Regions from separate parts of the Mus musculus genome. Here region 1 is linked to region 2. A link is a contact called in public targeted proximity ligation data. All regions are on one chromosome and are shown on one strand. The core of a region is the stretch at or near the end of the contact, and the rest is flanking DNA. Distances in the headings are between cores, read along the strand shown.

What was found.
Region 1: a targeted proximity ligation map of bone marrow-derived macrophages shows a contact between it and region 2, with 3 times the contacts expected there. A contact is called at or near these places in 2 of 39 promoter capture datasets (both in the 3T3-L1 cell line), 3 of 130 datasets of targeted methods (bone marrow-derived macrophages, extraembryonic endoderm stem cells and pancreatic cancer cells) and 1 of 9 other capture datasets (embryonic stem cells).

What each region holds. Positions count from the first base shown.
Region 1 is chr19:24,219,864-24,227,425 of GRCm38.p6, forward strand. It overlaps Tjp2 (tight junction protein 2), which reads right to left and starts at 5,163. Exons shown (of 24, transcript NM_001376368.1): 1 at 4,988-5,163.
Region 2 is chr19:24,002,056-24,009,405 of GRCm38.p6, forward strand. All of the region lies in intron 2 of Fam189a2 (family with sequence similarity 189, member A2), which reads right to left. Among named protein-coding and RNA genes, the nearest start is that of Fam189a2, 25 kb to the right of the region's middle.

The DNA.
Region 1 (7,562 bases), core at 3,913-6,412, 220 kb after region 2:
TGGAGGGGGCTGCAGGGAGAGCTGGAGGGGGCTGCAGGAAGGAGCTGGAGGGGGCTGCAGGGAGGAGCTGGAGGGGGCTGCAGGGAGGAGTGGAGGGGGCTGCAGGGAGGAGCTGGAGAGCCCTCTGAGGTTATTGTGAAGGCGATTGGATCACAGTATATTCAGAAATTTCTGGTTTACAATGATCATACACCAAGTGTTTACTAACACTAAATCAAAGTTAAATGCCTTAATCTTTCTTATGGAGAAACCAGTATTCCAAATCTCCATGAAGACTAGTATCAAGAAGCATTCATTTAGAAAAAGAGAGGCCTGGCATGGTGATGGATCAGATGCCTTTAATCCCAGCACTTGGGAAGCAGAGGCAGGAGGATATCTATCTATGATTTCAACACCAGCCTAGTCCATAGAATGAGTCCCAGGACAGCCAGGGTTATAAACAGAGACCTTGTCTCAAAAAAGGAGGAGGAAGAGGAGAGGGGGTGCAGATTAGAACTGGCAAACTAAGACTGAGTTTTTGTTTGGTTGTTTGTTTTGGTTTTTTTCAAGACAGGGTTTCTCTGTATAGCCCTGGCTGTCCTGGAACTCACTCTGTAGACCAGGCTGGCCTTGAACTCAGAAATCCGTCTGCCTCTGCCTCCCAAGTGCTGGGATTAAAGGAGTGTGCCACCACTGCCCGGCTCAGACTGATTCTTATGTCTTTATTGTTGTTATCCTCTGCTTTCTGTATGGGTGTTTTGTTCAAATGTACATCTGCGCACCACATGCCCTTTCTGACCTCTGAGGGCACTAAATGATGTGGTGCACTGGCCTATACATGGGCAAAAGGCCCATACATAAGAATTGATAAAATAATAAAGTTTAAAACAGTGTCTTAGTTTGAATGTCCACTCAAGTGTGTGTGCATGCACAGTTTCCCGAGTTGACTCCTAAACCTGTTTATATAAGAGAACCACTACAGGTGCCTACACCTACATATTCCAATATAAACCCCGGATTTAGTGAGCCAAAGACTTGGCAGGTTTTCATTTTTAATAACATTTTTCCTCGGTTGTTTCCTAAAGATTTTTCCCCCTTCTCTGTGGACTGCAAACAAAACAGCATTTGTCGCTAGATAAAACATGAAACTACAGTATGTTTTCAAAGCTATTCTAAGAAAGGAGGGAAACTCCGCTCCACTCAGCCTTGCAGAAGTAAGAAGAATTAGCGGTTGGAACGCTGTGAATGCCGGAATCTCTGGGGGGGGGGGGGGGGGGCGGGGAATGGACAGACTTTCTTGCTAGATCTTGGCTGAGTTATTGTCAACAATTTCAAAGGGACTTTTCAATCAAAGGAAGCTGTAAACTCCTTCCTCCGTGTGCGTACCTCCTTCAGATGAAAGTCCCAACACAATCAGTCATGAGTCTTAAGAAAGAAAAGAAGGAGCCTGTTTGAAGGACCTGCCACTAGGCAGTTATTTATTAAAGTGCCCAGCACCGTTGCGCCCCGTCTGCTGTGTGTCCTGAGTCATGTTCTTGATCTATCACAATGACTTCTGAGACCTGTTCACATTTATGTTCTCATGGAAAATGTGCCGCCAGACCACAAACTGAAGCTTTTAACAAATGAAAACAACTCATCACTATAACAATTTCCTAAGCTATAGAAACATCCTTATTACTGTGGATGGGGCTACTGGACCCTCACCCTGAACATTAACATAACAGGAAGGGATTGGAGCTCAGAGGTTAAGTGCAGAACTCTATAAGGTTGGGTTCCCAACACACCCAGTCTTTGAACTACAGCTCCAAGGGATCTAACGCCCTCTTCCGGTCTTATCGGGCACACACCCACACATGGACACATAGACAAACATAAAATAAATCTTTTACAAATATATTTTAAAAACAGGTGGAAATATTTTAAATTTCTATTTAAAATCTTTTTTTAGTCCCCTCAAGTCTTGCTGTGGCTCCAATATTTGCGGAGAGAAGCTTTTTCTTAAAGTTCATTCAGGCTACTTTTAAAACTTAAAAGTCCGTGTTAAATGAAGTGGGGAGGGCGGCGTGTTGGAGAGACATCACAGTGGTTAAGAGCGCTGGCTGTTCTTCCAGAGGACCTAGGTTTGATTTCCCCAAAACCCAATATTTGTAACCTCAAAGTTAATGAATACAATGCCCTCTTCTGGTCTCCAAGAGCACTAGACAGACCACGGCTCACAGACTTTTAGTCAGGCAAAACACCAAAACACCCATATACACTTTACTATAAATATATATATATATATGTGTGTGTGTGTGTGTGTGTGTGTGTGTGTGTGTGTGTGTGTGTTTGTGTGTGTGTGTGTGTGTGTGTATATATATATATATATATATATATATATGAAAGTAGGGGAGGGACTGGAGAGACCGCTCAGTGGGTAAAGAACTTGCCACTCAAACTTCACTTGTGGACAACAGTAACTGTGGGGCAGAGCCCAGACTGTAATCTCACTGGGAATCGAAGACAGGGACCCTCAGAGCAAGCTGGCGAGCTGGACAGGCAAATCAGGAAGCTCTGGGTTCAAGTGAGAGAGAGACATTGCCTCAGGATAGAAGGTAGGAAGCCACCTGATGTCAAGTTCTGGCTTCCACATGCCGGTGCATACAGCGCTCACACCCGCACACACACCACACACACACCCACACACATATACACACACACAACACACACACATACAACATACACACTCACACACCACACACACACACAAACACACACATACACACACATACACACACACACACCAATACACACACATACATACATACACACAACACACACATACCACACACACACATACACACACACATACACACTCACACAAGCACACACATACACACACCACATAAACACACTCACACCACACACACATACACACACACTATACATACCACACACACACATACACTCACTCACACAAACACATACACATACCACACATACACACAACCACACACACACACACACACACACACACACTCACACACAAGGGGGTGGGGTGGGGTGGAGGTGGGGGTAGCAATGAAGACTCATGCAGTAGAGGGGCTTGCAGCCAAGTCTAAGGCTCCCTCCCACCCCAGGACCCATAAGGTAGGAGAAAACACTCATTAGCTAGCCTAGAGTTTGCTAGTAACCATGCTGGCCTGGACCTCACAGAATTCATCCTGCTGTCTTCTGAGCGCTGAGATTAAAGCTGAGTGCCACCAAGCTCTGTTATAAAAAGTAAGTTTTTTAAAGACTTATTTATTTAATGCATATGTGTACACTGTAACTGTCTTCAGACACACCAGAAGAAGGCACCAGATCCTATTTCAGATGGTTGTGAGCTACCATGTGGTTGCTGGGAATTGAACTCCAGGACCTCTGGAAGAGCAGTCAGTGCTAATACCTCTGGGCCATCTCTCCAGCCCTGTAATTTTTTTTTAAGTGCAGTTTCATTACTTAGTACCAAGGCAATGAGGAATTAAGAGATTTCGGGGAATCTATACTTAGTTAATTCATGCGGGCTGAGTCCACTCCCTAGGTGACTCCATTCCATTGCAGTCTAGACAAAAGAAAACCCTCCTGGCTCTTTATCTTCCTTAATGGAAAGCACACAACAGAATCCTGCAGCTAGCCTACCTTGGCCACTTAGTAATGTTGCATCTATTCTGCCTATTACATTCCTAGTCAGGATTCTCAGCCCCCTGAAGAAAACTGAGGGCATTCGGTGCCGTTTAACTTAACATTTAGGAAGGTTAAAATGCTCAATTTCACGTTCCGTATCATTTTAAGGCACATTTCAAGGCCAGAAACAAAAAAACCTGCAGCCTTATATGTTAGCCAAATATCTTCAAATCTCAATAAAGAGCCAATGGCTCTGGGGGCGGAGTGGGTAGGTCCAGTGTGGCTGTACTGTCTGTCCCCATTTTTAAAATAGCATTCAGATTTAAGGCTGAGTAGGAGTCCGACGTGATTCATTCCTTAGCTGGGCACCGCCACTTTTCTTGGGCCAAAGGTTCCCAAAGGTCAAAGTGCAAATAGATCCCAGGGCTAACAGGTCTAGGGTGCGGCCTGAAACCTGGGTTTTCAAGAGGCCCCCAGGCAATGTCCCAGAATCCCTCTCTCCTTACCAGGAAACTGGTCTTTCAAATGAACTAGGAAAGTCGGGAAACTTTTAGAGGCCAGAGGAGCCTCTGAACAGAACCCGCACACCTGCGGACCTGGGAAGGCGCGGTGGACAACTCAGAGACAGTAGCTCAGAAACCCTCTCGCACACTGCAGCAGCCTGGAAAACACCCTTTTCAAGCTCGGAGAATGCTTGGCATTCGGTGGCCTTTTTCCAACATAAAAATCTCCAACTCGGCTTTGACTGAGAGTCCCATAGAAAAGCCACGGAAAGCAGCCCTGGAGAGCTGACAACGCCCTGTGTTGACAACTCGGCTCGTCCTTTATAAAAGAGTCGAAAGACCCCAAATATATATATACACACACACACAAAGTCGAATTAAATGTTTCACAAAGCGACGGGACTGTTTTCCTGTCGGCGGCGGGGGAGGGGGCAGACTCATGGTCACCAGGATCGCCCCCACCTGCACACAGACACCAGCTTTCCCTCGCTCCGCGCCCGTTCAGGTCACCCACCCCTTAGATACCATCGCTGCCAACAGAAACCCAAAGGCCCTCTGAATCTAGCAGAAGAGACGCTCTGCGGGAGCGAAACAATGTCCCCGCCTGGAAGGACAAGGAGGAGCCAGGCACCTGTAGCAGCGGCGTAAACTCAGATCCCGGGTGACCCTAAGTCAACCCCGGTGATGCGAGGCTGCCCAAGGGTGGGAGATGGAAGTACGCACGCAAAAAGCAGTGCTCAAGAAATCACATCCCAAACCCCACGGGGACAACCGGCGTTCACGCACGCTGCCCCGCGGCGAGCCAAGGCTCCAGAGCAATCTTGTACCCCGGGAGGGACAGAGCCGCAGGTACTCGCCTGGAGAAGGGGGGCGGCGGCAGCCAGCAGAGTCAGCGCGCAGAAAGCGACGGTCCCAGGCGTCGGGCGGCGCAGCGCGGGCAGCGCCTGTCCGGAGGCGGAGTGCCGCGGGCTGCCGCAGCAGGCGGGAGCCAGTGACCTCCGCCACCGGCCGTTCCTGGGTATTGTTGTGACTCAACCTATTTCCTGTTTGGAGGGCTAGAAGAAAGGGGGACAAGTGCCTATCTAGAGTGTGTGTGGTTAGGGGGAGGGTAGATGGGCGGTGGCCATCACCTGCTTCCTCCAGACCCGGAAAAAAAAAAAAAAAGTAGCTCGCGCCACTTTGGGTCGTCCTGTTGGCGGAGGGGGAGGCCTCACCGGCGCCACCCAGCGGTGGGGCAGGGATTGAGCGACGCTTCCGCCTCTTTTCTCAGCAAAACCCCCAAGCTTCGGCTCAAGAGTATAAACATTCGCAGGGTTTATCTAATTCGTGCCCAGATCTGCTTTCAGTCTTTCCGCAGGTGCTGGCGAGGAAAGGTCAGTCACCCCTCAGAAACCACGGGAAGGGTGTTTGTGGGTCACTGTATGTATACGGTAGGGGAGTGGAACGGGTTGATTTTTGTTTGGGGAAGAAGAGAAACGGGTAATGGTATCGGTGAAAGATAAGTTTTAAGATCAATTTCAATCCCCCTCCCCCTCCAACCTCCCTGGTTCTCTGGCTCTGAGGCTCCAATCCGGAAATACCGGTTCCTCTCGGGGGACAATAGGTGAGGGCGGAGCACTAAGCCCAGAGCCTGCTTAGTCACACCGCGGGGAAGGAGGAATGTGCCTAGTGCCCAAGGCTGCACCCGGGGCGCAAGTTCGCCTTCCATTTAACCTAGTCTGGTTAAAAAATCCTAGGAAGAAAAAAAGAAAAGAAAAGAAAAAGAAAAAAAAAAAAATAAAAAGAAAAGCTGGATAGTGGTAGCGTATGCCTTTAATCCCAGCCCTTGGGAGGCATAGGTAGACGGATTTCTGAGTTCGAGGCCAGCCTGATCTACAGAGTGAGTTCGAGGATAGCCAGGCTACACAGAGAAACCCTGTCTCAGGGGGGAAAAAAAATCCTAAGAAGATTCCAGGGTACAGGATAAAAGTTGTGGTGATGGCGAGATGGATAGTGGTGATAGTTGTGCGGTGTGAATGCTCGCACTTGCCCACTGCGTTGCAATTTTAAGTATTTTAGTTTGCTTTTTTAAAAATCCTGTAAAGGATGCTGAGGTTCTATTCCAGGCAACTTCGCGCACGAGCGCCCTCTCCTCCCCACAAAACCCTTTCGCCAGGAGTAACTATGTCAACTGAGACACTCTCTCAAGGAAAAAAAAAAAAGAACAAAAACAACAACAACAAAAACAAAACCCCAACAAGAGAAACCAGGAGTGGTAGCACAGATTTGTAATCCCAGAGCTGGGGAGACAGATCCTTGGATTTACCAGCCCCCGAAAAATGAAAGACCCGGTCTTATAAACCAACATGGACAGATCCTGAGGAACAGGTGTTATCAGACCTGCCAATACACACACACACACACACACACACACACACACACACACACGCCCCAGGCAAAGGAAGATCAAACCTGAAGGCTCAGGCTTTAAGAAAGTATCACTTTAAGAAAAATGAGCACAAGCAAACTGTTAAGCAAATAAAAGCATACCAATTGTGCCTCCATTTACTAAGAAAGGAAAAACACCTACCCATGAATTTGCTTTTTCTTTTTTTGAGTTGAGGTCTTAGTTACTATGGCCCTAATGGCCCTTCCATGCAATCCTGCTGGTTCCAATTTTGGGGTAATCCTCCTGCCTCAGCCTCCCAAGTACTGGAATAATGGGGTGAACACTGCTGTTGTGTTTTTAAAAAAGAGAGAGAGACAGAGAGAGAGAAAGAACTTGGAATATGTTTGTAGGGTGAGGTACGGTGAAGGGGTGACTCTGGGCCCATGCTGAGGCATCCCAACCCCCTGAGGTACCAGCCATATGACAGATATAGCATGGAATAGAGTTTATTTAGAGCATGAGGAGTCGAGAGAGTAGAGACAGAGAGAGAGAGAGAGATAAAGAGAGCGAGAAGAGGAGCAGAGGCCAGCCATTAACATGTGGAGAAAGAGGGGGAGAGGAATGGGGAGAGAAGGGACAGAGAGGGAAGAGGAGAAGAAGAGAGTGAGGAGGGGACAAGCAGCCCCTTTTATAGTAAGTCAGGCACACCTGGCTATTGCCAGGTAACTGTGGGGCAGAGTTAAAAAACTACCATGTCCAGTTGTGTGTGTGTGTGTGTGTGTGTGTGTGTGTGTGTGTGTGTGTGTGTGTGTGTGTGTGCATTTTAAATTATTTATGGGGGGCCTGGAGAGATGGCTCAGCGGTTAAGAGCACTGACTGCTTTTCCGAAGGTCCTGAGTTCAAATCCCAGCAACCACATGGTGGCTCACAGCCATCTATAATGAGATCTGACTCCCTCTTGTGGAGTGTCTGAAGACAGCTACAGTGTACTTACATATAATAAATAAGTAAATTTTTTTTAAAAAATTATTTATGTTTGCATTTGATAGTATGGTTGTTTTGTC
Region 2 (7,350 bases), core at 4,191-6,690:
AGGAGGATAGAGAGTTTCCAGGACCCAGTGTGGGATCAACAGTTCAGGGACTTCTACTCACTGGTAACAATGTGAGCCACCACTGAGGGAGGATTTTGCCTCCCAGAATGCAACCTGAGCAAGGTCAAGCCTACAGATTTGGCAGCCAGTTTTCAGGGAATCAGGGGGACAGAAGGATGTGGCGAACCCACCACAAAATGCATTATAACTCAAATAGACAAAAAATAGTTTCTTCATCAGGAAAAACAAAACAAAAAAACAAAACAAAAAAGGAAGAGAGAGTTACGGACTACAGAAATGCAGAGAAACATCAGCCAGATGCAATGCACGGTGGTTGTTTGGCTCTAATCAAAGCAAAGGAGCCATAAAAGCAGTGACTATGAGGCAGTGACTAGATGCTTAGCAAGACCAATAAAGTGTCTGTCCTTTATAACTATATCCTAAGGCATTAAAAGATGAAATGGCCGTGCTGGGCTTTGCTTCAAAGCCATCCAGAGGCTGAGGAGGAGGGAAGTCGTTAGGAGTCTCTATGATATCCTTTTGGACAAGTGTTGGTTACTGTAGCTGGACTATACATGGGAGCTTTCTAGGTTTCTCTCCATTTGCAGTGTGCTTCGAAGTGTCCATACCATAAGAAGAGAAGTTTGAGGGACAAGGAGAGAACACTGGCTCAGCAGGTAAACCCTAAAGTACAACCTGAGTTTGATCCCCCAAATCCATGTAAAAAGGGAGATGTGGTAGCACGCATCTATACCTAGCTTCTCCATGTTTCTATGAGACCGGAGACAAGAGGCAGGAGAATCAACCCAAGAAGTTCATGGGCCAGCTAACCTGGGGTAAAGCATCAGAAACAAGAGTGGTCTCCCCTTCAACAAGGTGGACTGTGAGAGCTGACTGTAGAAGGTTGTTCTCTGACCTCCATATGTGTGCCATGGAGTGTGCACACACTCGTGGAATAGTGCAAACATACATATACACTCTCTCACACACACAAAGAGACACACCTTTTCAAAAGGAGTTACTTTTTATAGTCAATGTATATGATCTTTTAAAATTATATTTAGATGCATTTATTATTTTGTGTGTATGAGCATCTTGCCTGCATGTGTGTGCCATGTGATCACCTGCTCCCGTCAGAGATCAGAAGGGGATATCAGATGCCCTGGAACTGGAGCTACAGATACTAGGTGGATCTGGGAATAGAATCTAGGTCCTGCAGGAGCCACAAGTGCTTCAGTGCTCCAGTCCCAAAATAATACAATCTTATTGATTGTCTTAGAGTTACTATTGCTGCGATGAAACACCATGAGCACAACAATTTGGGGAGGAAAGGGTTTCTTTAACTTATACTTCCAGATCATTGTTCTTAATCAAAAGAACTCACAACAGGAACTCAAACAGAGCAGGAACCTGGAGATGGAAGCTGATGCAGAGGCCATGGATGGATGCCACTTACTGCCTTGCTCCTCATAGCTTGCTTAGCCTGTTTTCTTATAGAACCCAGAACCACCATCCCAGAGATGACTCCACCAGAAATGGGCTGAGTCTCACCCTATGAAACACTAATTAAGAAAATGCCCTACAGGCCTGTCTACAAGCCACGGCTTATGGAGGCATTTTCTCATCCCTCCTCTCAGATGACTCTAAGCTGTGTCAAGTTGATATATAAAACTAGCCAGTACTAGTAACTAACTTCGGATCACCAGAACAGCTCTGTTTCAAAGTTAGTAAAGAAGGAGATTAATATTTAAAGTGTCAGATATGCTCTTATGTGTTTTTCAAAATATCTTTATTGTTAGCACATAAAGTAACAAGTTTCCTGTGGCATTCCCTATATATTGCTGTCATTTCTTTAATCTATTCTTGGCTCCTTTTCTGGAACTGCTGGGGCATTTCTTCTTTACATCTCTCCAGACGAAGTGAGACAGCACCACCCACTACAACGCAGACAGCATACTTCTCAGATAATAAAAATATATTAATATATCTCACATATATCTTCAAAGAGAGCTGTAAACACAGCACACACCAAACAAGAATCGCTGCTATGGAAAGAATAATTTGGTGATCAAAAGTTGTTAATAGTGTCGCAAAGTTATAATTATGAAATAAATATTACTATAGAATGAAAAAAGCAAAAATAAAAGGAACACCTAGAAGATAAATTAAGAACTGACGAAGGGTTGGAGCAGACTCGGTAGTTAAGAGGGTTTGATGGTCTTTCAGAGGAACTGAGTTCGATTCCTAGCATCTACATTGGGGAACTCCCACTTGAAGAATCTAAGACCCTCCTCTGGCCTCTGAGGGCACAGATCTGGCATATTCATATTCTCTCTCTCTCTCTCTCTCTCTCTCTCTCTCTCTCTCTCTCTCTCTTTCTCTCTCTCTCACACACACACACACACAAATAAATCTCCAAAAGATAAAATAGAGGACACAAGTAATTAAAACCGAAATTGTGAAAATTTAAGAAAAGAGAAAGAGAGACTGACTCCAAGTGGCCCTAGTTTACACTGGGTCTTCTGATTATTTGATGCTCAAGAAAGAGCAGAGGAAGAAATAATCATAAAGATAGTGGGAAAAAAATCAGTGTTTAAAAAAGATGTTTCTTGAGGTAAGTGGGTCTCTTCAAGGCTTATCTGCCCCCATCGGGCCTCCTGGTCCCGCGGGGTGTCCCGGCATGCGGGCGTGGGGCGGGCGAGAGCCGGGGTACCCTGTCTCAGCCGCTGTCACAAGCACACCCAAGTTCGTGTGGGACATGATCCAGGAGGTGTGCAGCTTCGTGCCCTACGAGCCAGCAGCGAGCCATGGAGTTTCTCAAAGTGTCCAAGGACAAGAGCTCACTCAAGTTCATCAAGAAGAAGGTGGGGCCACGCACATCCGCACCTAGGGAAAGCGGGAGGAGCTGAGCAACCTGCTGGCAGCCACGAGGAAGACCGCGGGCAAGAAGGATTGGTGAACCCTCCCCCAATCAAAGATCGTTCCTACAAAAAATAAAAAAATAAAATAAAAAGATGTATTTTCAAGTTAAGAGTTCAGTGCTGTTAGGGTATGCTGTGTGACGTTATGTCTCTGTCCTTCCTCACCTACCTAAGGCATTCTCTGATTGGCATTAATAAAAAACTGACGGCCAATTTGCTGGGCAGGAAGTGGAAAGTAAAACTTCCCACTTTTTGTCCCCCTGGGAGGGAAAAAGGAACTCTGGGGAGAAGGAGGAGAAATTTCTTTTGCCAGGAGACATGGGAAGAGACTGGTGTGATGACAGGCCTGGAAGGTATAGCTAGTTAGCCACGTGGCTGGATGAGGCTAGGTGGTTGGGTTAGCTTAGAAGAGCTAGATGACAGTCTAGACAGCTTTGAAATATTAAAAGGTCTCTGTATGGTGATTTGAAGAGCTAGCTGTTTAAGGTACAACTGCTGCCATATTATTTTCCAGCATTAATTAATTAATAGATACAGAATATTAATCATTTTACACACTGCCACTCTGATTTCTCTTCAGGTGACATGAACATTTTTCAGGTTTTACTAAAAGATCTCAGTGGCTACTCTAAAGGTTGAAGGAGAGAATTCTTTCCCTGGGACATACCTTTGCAACTTTGGGGAAGTAACTCAAATAGAAGAAAAGTGTGTCAAGAAACTAGATACATAAAGCTCACATTCAGAGTCAGTGTATGTCCAGACAGAGACTTAGTCTCATGTAGCCCATGATAGCCTAAACTCACTATGTATCGATGGCTGATCTTGAATTTCTGATCCTCCTGTCTCCACCTCTCCAGGGCTAGCACTTACCAACTGAGCTACTAAGATGCCAGATCTTTAAAGTTCAGATTCCATTTTAGAGAACCTGAGTTTGAACTCAGGTAAACTAACAGGCTGGTACCTAGCATTAGATTCCAAGTTGCCCCCCAACAAAACCTGAGCCTAGCTCCAGTCTCTAGGCTAATCACCCCTCAAAAAAAGCCCCACCATTTTCAGGTTACACCCTCAACAAGACCAGTGTCTCTGGGTTAGTCTTCCAACAAACCTGCACCCCCAGGTTACAAACCTACCTCCTGCCAAATAACCACAAATGCAGAGGAGAGCAGAAGTTAAGTTTGTGATATGTCTCCCAGCACCAGCCAATCATGTTCAAGGCCACAGGAGCTTTCCAATTAGATGCTTGAACACATATACTCCCTGCTTGCTGCTTACTATAAAGCCTTGCCCCCAATAAACATTCAGGGCAAGGAGAGAATGCTTTCCCTGGGACATACCTTTGCAACTTTGGGGAAGTAACTCAAATAGAAGAAACGTGTGTCAAGAAACACACGCCAAAACCATTCTGCATGATGGCGGTGGGTTGGAGGGGATTGGGGGAAGCTAGCTCAAATAGAATAAAGACCCTGCTTTGAGTTGCATCCCTGTCTGTTTTGGGGGAGTCACTAACATTTTCCTGGCACAACACTACATCTCTAGCCCCAGAGCCAAGAGACTGTTAACAAAAGTTCAAGGAAAACACAAGAGACTTAATGGTTCACCTTTACTGACAACTAGACTGGCTTGAGAATAACCTAGAAGACTCATCTCTGCTGGGGCATTTCTATACAGGTTTAAGGGAGGAGGAGGAGGAGGAGGAGGAGGAGGAGGAGGAGGAGGAGGAGGAGGAGGAGGAGGGGGAGGGGGAGGGGGAGGGGGAGGAAGAGGAGGAGGAGGAGCTATCCTGAAAGTAGACATCACCAACACACAGGCTGGGGTCCACTACAGATTAAAGAGCAGAGGGACGGTGGCCTGAGAACAAACATTCATCTCCCTCTGTCCCCTAACTGCAGTCTGGATGTGACCACCCACCTCATGCTCCCGCTACCACTTCCCTATCATGACAGTGTATCCTCTCCAACGATGGGCCAAAACAGACATGCAAAAGAACAGATACGGATGTCTGCCTAATGCTCTAGGTAAAACACACGCGACAGGACAGACCACAGATCTAAGGATAAAACTCTCTTCCTTGAGTTGCCTCTAGCCAGAGAGAAGAAGCCAACACAAAGCCATGGTCTGAAACAGAAGCCTGTGAAAATATGACATCAAGAGCAGTAATGCATTTGGCTTGGCTGCTCATGACACTGCTCCCCTGAGTGACTCGGGATTACGTCTCCTGCTCACCGCCCACCATGCTCCTGGTGTCACCGGGAACAGTGTGTACAAGCCGGACTCTGGAGAGAAATGGGTTGCTGTTCCTTCCTAGTGTTAGTCAAGCCTGCTCCGTGGGGTTTACTGCTCCTCCATCTACTTAGATGGAATTCAAGGCTAGGTCCCTGACATCTCTTCCAGTGTGAGATGAAAAATGACCTCTGATGACCTCATAATTAAAATTCAGTGGTTAGAATGTCCGTATTTGTGTCCTAGTGAAAGCTTGGAACTTCATTTGAATGTTGGCTTGGCTCCCTGGCACTGGGCTCATGACTGTGGGGAACAAGCATAGCTCAGGGGAAGGGCAGTGGGCAACTGCAATGTCACTCTTCCTATGTCTTGTGTCTACTTTGCAGCTTGCCATCTGGCTGGAGCGGTGACTACTAATGTCTCATTATTGAATCTAAGGATTAGGTTCAATCTTAGCACATCTGGGGACTCTCCACCAAGGAATCCCCCACTGGCTCCTCTGGGACACCTATTGCCTGCCGAGGCACAGTCCCTGGCTGGCCATCAGTAGTGCAAGCCCAGTCTCTTTCCCCGTGGTTTCCCCACTTCTCAGAGCCAACACTCTCCTACAGGTCCAGCCTGCCAGCTATGAGCATTCTCCTGGAGCCAAGTCTGTGAATACACAGCTGTTTCCCAACTGAGACCACGAGACATTCCAACCAGCCCTTTTAGGCACAATGCTGGCACAGGCAAACACCCAGGGACCCATATCAGGTCTCCAAGTGCTTATCTCTAAGTACCCCCTGAGGGGAGCAGGAACTCATAATGCCACCACAACCTAGTAACTTTCTCTAAAACATTTGTCTCTTTAAACCCTAATCTTTTTATAGGCCAGGGGGACAGAGATCAGGTAAGGGCTGCAAAACAGGTTTTCAGGAACTGTTTTGCAAGCTTAGATCATCTAAGGCAGGCTAGGATGTGGGAGCAATCAGAACCTCTCCTAGAGGCCTCAGGTGAATGTGACACACAGACTCTGCTTCTAACTCCCTAAGACAGAAAGAACCATTCACAGTGTAAAGACACAGTGTAAACACACTGTGAATGCCATGGGTATGGCTCTGTAGGAGCAATCGCAACAGGCAAGATCTGGATGCTATAACAGACTCCAAAAGCAAAATGTCATAATATGATAATGTTATCATCAAAAACTGGGGGATGGGATGAAGAAAGGAGGTGAAATGGCTAATTTCTTCTTATTAAAAAAAACACAGTCAAAAGATATCATGCAAGGCGAAGGAACTAGACATAGAAATATATAATTTAATATTATAAAGTCACCAAAAGAAGAAATAAAAAGTATTTTAGAAAGTGGGGGGCATGGAGGGATGTGGACTAGCACAAAGGCCATGGGGGTTTACAGTTGTTAACTGAGGGGCACACCATCAGATCTGAGTGCTAGGAGAAATAGACACATCCCTAGCTTTTATTTTTAAAAAGAATACAATGACTAACAAGCTCTTTTCATAAGTGGAAGTAGGGTTTTTTTTCCCCTTAGTATTCATTGCTTTTCTTATTGCTGCGTGTCTTAGTTTGATTTCTATTGCTGTGATAAAGACCATTACTAAAAGCAACTTGGAGCAGAAGGGGTTTATTTGACTTACAGGTCCCTGGTCACAGGCCTTCACTGAGGGAAACAGAGGCAAAACTCCAAGCAGCATTCAGGGCAGAGAAGCAGGTCAGCTAACTGATGATCTTCACCTCTCCCTCTAAGTCCAGTCCCCAGTCTCACCCCCAGCTCTGTAGCAAACCACCTACTGTGGCCTCTCCTCACTCTCTGCCCCATTCCCAAGGGACTAAGCAGATCCTGGTAGAACACCCTGCTTCCTCCCTCCTGTGGACCCTCTCAGTGTCCTTATCTCCTAGACCATTCCTACTTCTAAGTGTCAGCTCCCAATACATAGAAATGCATGTTACCTGGATCCCCCAGCAGCCACACCTCTCATGACCCCAGAAGACTTTTCTACCAGGAAACACGGCCTCCGTACTCTCCACACACTCCTAGGAACTGGAGAGGGCAACAGAAACCAAGGAGCAAACTGCCCACCCAACAAGGACAACAACAAATATCAGCACCTAGACTTATCATTTCCCCAAACACAGATGCTTAAATGTCAGTTTAAAAACACAATCAATAACAGCCAAAATGATGTCTCTACTAGAGCCCAGCAAC